2 separate regions of the Mus musculus genome follow, and region 2 is linked to region 1. The links are chromatin contacts, called in public promoter capture Hi-C maps. All regions are on one chromosome and are shown on one strand. The core of a region is the stretch at or near the end of the contact, and the rest is flanking DNA. Distances in the headings are between cores, read along the strand shown.

Region 1 (2,953 bases), core at 421-2,920:
TGGATCATAAAGGGCCCCATCCTCATCTCCATCTTGGTAAGCCGTCATCTCACTGCTGAGCCCAGAGCACACAGGAAATGAGGGTTAGGTCAGAAAGGAGCCTCAGGTTTCCATCAACCACCCCTGCATCCAGCGTTCCCCCTAGAGCGGGTAAAGTAGAGGGCGGGTCCTCAGGGATGCAAAGGAGAGTCCCAGATGATTTGCCCCAAAGGGAAGAGCCATCAAGAGGTACTATGGAGGGGTGGACAGCACCGGAGAAGAAAACAACCTACCCCAGCTTTCTCTCTCTAAGTGACCAACATCGCGGGTTTGTCATCCAACAGGTGAACTTCATCCTGTTTATCTGCATCATCCGAATCCTGGTTCAGAAGCTACGGCCACCCGACATTGGGAAGAATGATAGCAGCCCATACTCGTGAGTGTGGGCCCAGCAGCCCAGCTCCAAGCTTCCACCCCGGGTCCTCAGATCACTGCCCTACACATGACCTCACACGCCTACAAGTACCCAGAGCCAGACATTACTCTTCCCCATGGCCAGGCTCAGCATCCCCTGCCCATCATCACCAAGCCCTCCACACCTACATCTGCTCTCCTGATGCTCAATGTCCTTCAGGTTCACACTGCTGCCCTAGGGAGCTTGAAGGGAGTGGAAACCCTGTGCCTGCCTCACACACTGTGCAGTCTGACCTATGCCTGGCAGAGAAGGGAATACAACAGATGCCCAGCAGGAGATGTCCTGGGAGACCCCATTCCACATCGAGGCAACCACATTCAGTATTCCCCACTGATAGCTATCACATCCTTACAGAGATCAGGCACAGGCTGAGAGGTCTCCATGCCTCTGCCCGTGTCACACTCGGGATCCGCAGTAAAATGTTCCCAGCTGTACAAAAGACAGATATGAACTTCCTCAGCCTCCAAAGTTGGAGCACACCACTATGGGCAGGAAGAGAGGAGGCATTTTCTTTCCTTGATGCTGTGACAAAATGCCTGACAGGCAATTTAAGGAAGCAATTAGAAACCGTGCTTTAGCTTCTAGCTCAAGGGCACCACTCGTCAAGGCAGAGACTCGGCTGTAAAGCTTAAGGCAGCCAGTCATCCTGCATCCGATCTGAAAGTGAGAGACGAACACCAGCACTCAGCTCACTTTCTCCTTTCTATTCAGTCTGAGACCCCAGCCCACGGGACGGTGCCACCGATAGTCAGGGTGGGTCTTCCCACCTCAACACCATCCAGAAATCCCCTCTCAGATATGCCCAGAGGTTTGTCTCCTCCGTGATTCTAAGTCCTGCTGGTAATTGATATTAATCATTGCAAGGGCCGTAATTCACTGCTTGAAAAGAGGAGGGGCACTGGGAAGGCCAGCAAGTTTCTATGGAAATCAGAGCTTGCAGGCACGTGAAGGAAACATAAAACATGACCGGGGCACCCTTGCAAAGGCCCGAAGAACCTTTACACTCACAGTGGCAATGGAGAACAGACCCACCATGCAGGCCACCCCACAAGGGCCATCCAGTCCTGGGATCCTAGATGTTCTTAACCTGGCCTCCGTTAGGGGAATCTCAGCTGTGGTTGGAAGATTTCCCACTGGAGGAGTCACGAGCTGCTGGATTTGGGATTCTGTTCTGGAGCCCTGTGACGGTCGGGCCTGAGGCTGACGCTTCCTCCCATTCCTGGTGTGACAGCATTCTGTCCCTAGCAGGCTGCATGGGCAGGACAACCCTCTCTTTCCCAGAAGGAGACGTGCGTGCGGGGCTTGCCCACTGCCGGGAGGCAGCACTCCTGTCCCACACGCGCACACGGGTGTCCTTTACCTCAGCGACCTTGTTTCCCAGAAGTCCAGCTGCAACGGGCTAGAATCTGGGGGACAGAACCCAAACTGGTCGTGGCCAGGTCTGTGTGGGTGAGATGGAAAGGAACAGCTGTCGCAGACAGAAGGGGGAGCTGGAGCTGGCAATCCCCAAGGAGGGGCTGTCAGTTCCCACTCTCAATTTAAAGAAAGCCTCCATCTGTCAGACTCTGAGTATGGGATGGGTTCATGGCCAAAGAGGTGTGGCTGGGAGCCAGGCCCAAGAAGGAGGGAAGGTCTAGGTTGCATCTGCATGGGGTGGGATCTCAGAACCAAGGCAGGAGAGGCAGGGGCAAATGTGTTTCTATCCCACCCACATCCACCCTGACCTATTTTCTGCCAGGGAATTAGGAAACTGTGGCCCTTACCGCCTGGACCAGCTGTGAGGTCTGCTGAGTATACACAGTAGAGGGCCTTAGCAGTAGATAGAGGGAGTGCTGGCCCCGCTGGCACCAGGGCAGAGGGAAGACAAGCTGGCCTTTTGGAGCAGGACTCTGCACTGCTAGAGATGCGGGAGGGAAGCGGTCTCAGGGAAAGAGGCAACCCCTAGAGACAGGGCCACAGAGGAAGAGCAGGAGCCACAAGTGTGCACACACTAACTAATGAGCAGGCCTAACAGCGAGTGCTCCTCACCCTCCTGCACACCGGGCACATGTGGCCAGCCCTGGAGCTGGGAAGGCTCCATTCCTAGGAGCTAGTGTCCTTGGAGACACCCACAGCACTTCCGAGGAGACAGCATCCCCGAAGCGTGACATCGCCTCACTCTTCAGCTGGGGACACAGACCAGAGGGGGGGGGGACCGACCGGGAAGTCTTGCCTCCTGAGTCTTACGTAACACATCATACTTGGTGGCCTTCCTCCAGAAGGGGGAGAAAGAAGGGAGTTTAATTCTCTCGTGTGCTTTCCCCAGGCAAGGAGGTAGGGGGACAGGAGAGCGGTATCACTGACAGACAGGGGACAGGATAGAGTGGGCATGCCGTGGGGATGGGGCAGCCACTGTTCATCCTCACAGGGTCTGGTCACTATTGCATTTGGTATACCCACACCCATCTCCCCATGTGGCTATACATACCCACACCCTACCTCTCCCTGTCCCCAGGAGGC
Region 2 (2,861 bases), core at 172-2,671, 150 kb after region 1:
CCTACATCCTATATCCTCACCGAGACACGATGTTCATAAAGCAGTGGCTCGAAGAGAGGAAATCTTAGTGTATCCTTACCCTAATGGCTAAGGATGTTGACTATTAACAGGCGGCCTGCCTGTAACCCCAGAGCTTGAGACACAGAGACAGGGGAGGCCTGAAGCTCTGGGTGTAGGAGACACTGCCTCATGTCTACTCTGGCCTCTTCACACATGCACACACATATATACATTCCGTAACCATTTGTATTTCTTCTTTTCAGAAGTGTATGTGGAAATAATTGTGTATTTAAAATTTGAGTTGTTTGTTCTTTTGCTAAGGTTTTGGAGTTCTTTATATATTCTGATTATCAATCTTCAGAGCTACAGGTGGCAAAGGCTGCCCACACAGCAGGTTCTCATCACTCTGCTGGGCATTTTGTTCCCTAATCCTTTCCGTTTAATGCCATCCTATCAGTTCTTGCCCTGTGTCCCTATTCAGAGGGCCGTGTTCTGTTCCTAGAGCATCGCCAGGCTGTGGGCCTAACACTGAGGCCTCCGATGCCTTTTGAGCTGATACTTCTCAGGGTGAGAGGTAGGCTCTGGTTTTATGCCTCCCCACAGCTGTGCCACATGATAGTGGCAGCCTTTTCTCTAGTATGTGTTTCTTTTACACCACTGTCAAGAATCAGATGAGATCAGGCGTGTTCAAGGTGGTACGGAAGGAGGTAAGTCATTCACACAGCTTCACCAGAGCAACGGTGAGGAGACTTGAGCTCACATCTCTAGGGTCCCAAAGCTTTGGGGGATGTTGTTTCCCTTCACGCTGGCTTCAAGGATTTCATGGATAACCCTAATTTAAAAGGCACCCAGGAGGGTGTAGACTTGATCCCAGGGGATGCAGGTGGCATGCTCGAGGAAGCTTCTGGAAGCTTCTCACTCTAAAGGCAAAATGAGGGTGGAGGTGGGAGTAGGGTAGTAAATCTCGGCTAACCTGTCTAGTGCTCTCTTCAGGATGGCTCCCTGCTGAGGAACCCACCCCTACACATGCCAACACAATCAATCTTGCCAACAGACCAAGGATTCGGGGTTAGGGAGGCACAAGTGTTGTTATCCCCATTACACAGATGCAGAGACTGAGGCACAGAGAGTAATTTGCGTGCCAGTCCACAGGTGGTGAGGAGATCTCTAGGGTTTGAACTCAAGCCAGTCAGCTCTGGAACTGCTTCTCTTAACTACCTGTGGTGTGTGCCAAAATACTTAGAAAATAAAGAGGCAGACCAGGCTGTTTTACTGGCTAACAAAAAGCTTCTGGTATGAAACTGGAAAAAGCATTACAGCAGTCACGCAAACTTAAACGAACTCAGGCAAGCATGCCTGCAGAGACAGAAATGAAACCCAAGGCTGTGGGGCTGGTTAAGAGCCAGGACTGGGCATGTGCAAAGTGTTATGTAAGTGCGTATGCAGGCAATAAACAAATGAAAACCCCTTCACTCTGCAAGGGCATGGTGTGGGAGCCACAGGCCTGCGCCAGTGCCGTGTGCTCCGGGGTCCAGGAGGAGCCCACTCACCCTGCTCTGCAGCACTAGAATTTGTTGAGCCCTTCCCCGCCAGGTCCCAGGTGAGGCCAGCAGCTGCTGGATGTTTACATCTTCCCCAACTTCATTGGCCAGAACCTGAAACAAAGCAAGGCGCTCAGTGTGGGCAGGGGAGAGGCTACCCAGCCCTTCTAGCCCTCACTGCATGGCTCCCAGGCAGTTCTGGGGTGGAGTTCCTGATGGTCCTGATGGCTTTATCTGCATGACCTCCCTCCTACCTCAAAGCTCAGCTGTTAAAGGTCCAGATCTGCTCTGCCTGGGAGGTAGTGAGCCCATCGGGCCAGCCCTTCTCTGGGACACTCCAACACTGTTCTTGCCCCGAGGGCCCCCTGCTCCCTGCACATTCAGCCACCAGTGCCTGCCTCCTTGCATGACTCGCCTGGGATCACAGAATTCTGGAGGGCTCAGGAGGCGTGCTGCACACCACAGGGGCTGGCCTCTGCCAAGTGACTCTTGTAAGTACAGAGAAGTCAACTGAGGCTGCCGTGCTTCAGGAAGACCTGACACTGTGGCCACCAAAGCTGTATGAAGCTAGGCCTACCTCAAGGTTTTGAGGATGAAATAATACCCTCCGTATGTCACCAAGCTGATCCCTATCCAGCAGGACAAGTCTCTGGCCCTTGTTTCCACAATAGAACACTGTTTTGTAATTCTTGGCCAGTCTGAGTGGTTCCAGCAAAGAAGGCAGATGCCAAATTCACTATGTTAATCCAAAACCCTGGCACCGAGCACTTTCCTTGGGAAGGGGCCTTCAGTGCACAAATTCCCTGTTTGTTCCTGTGCTGCAGGTCACAGGTGCAAGGCAGCAGGTGGGCCAGGCAGCCTTTGAGTCACAGGTAAGGCAGCTCACTGGGTCTACCAGGGCACAGGGCAGCCACTGGGGGAGGTACAGAGAAGGCTCCCAGTCCTCTCTCTGCTTGGCAGAGCTAATCTCCTCAGTTCATAGGCAGGTAGTGGGCATCTCAGGGTAGTGGGCAGCCCTTCCAGGAAGCCGGCCACCCCATACCCCAGACAGGACTGACCCAGCACAAGCAGGACTAAGCAGCCCTGCTTTGGAAAAGAAGCCAGTGGGTCATCGGGATTTTCCTGGGACCAACCCTGGTCACACAAGAAGTCCCACACCCTGAGTGTAGAAGACCTTCTGGGCCACACGGAGCTCCTGCTTTGCAGACTGGATCTGGTTGCGCAGGTCACTCATCTTCAGGTTGGTGGCTGCCAGCCTGTCCTGCAGAGCTTTCACCTCTGGGGTCTCCAGCTGGTTGGGAAGGACAGGGAGGAAGCGGT

Evidence for each region. Promoter capture Hi-C pulls out the DNA fragments that hold promoters and counts their contacts.
Region 2: a promoter capture Hi-C map of hippocampal neurons shows a contact between it and region 1, with 2.3 times the contacts expected there. The contact joins two enhancer-like sites. A contact is called at or near these places in 5 of 39 promoter capture datasets (the 3T3-L1 cell line, embryonic stem cells, hippocampal neurons and 1 more), 2 of 484 Hi-C or Micro-C datasets (embryonic stem cells and stem cell-derived neural progenitor cells), 2 of 115 datasets of contacts at active chromatin or transcription factors (the HPC-7 cell line and large pre-B cells) and 3 of 9 other capture datasets (adipose tissue, embryonic stem cells and liver).

The regions. Positions count from the first base shown.
Region 1 is chr9:121,665,486-121,668,438 of GRCm38.p6, forward strand. Vipr1 (vasoactive intestinal peptide receptor 1) reads left to right here. Exons shown (of 13, transcript NM_011703.4): 9 at 1-36; 10 at 324-415; 11 at 2,949-2,953. Among named protein-coding and RNA genes, the nearest start is that of Vipr1, 24 kb to the left of the region's middle. Within about 2 kb of position 1,671, at least 27 of the 459 cell types and tissues checked have an H3K27ac peak or open chromatin away from gene starts, as enhancers often do. A contact at or near this core is called in hippocampal neurons, where this site is marked.
Region 2 is chr9:121,817,945-121,820,805 of GRCm38.p6, forward strand. It overlaps Ccdc13 (coiled-coil domain containing 13), which reads right to left. Exons shown (of 16, transcript NM_028384.1): 6 at 2,716-2,832; 7 at 1,551-1,655. Among named protein-coding and RNA genes, the nearest start is that of Gm51698, 16 kb to the left of the region's middle. Within about 2 kb of position 1,422, at least 44 of the 459 cell types and tissues checked have an H3K27ac peak or open chromatin away from gene starts, as enhancers often do. A contact at or near this core is called in hippocampal neurons, where this site is marked.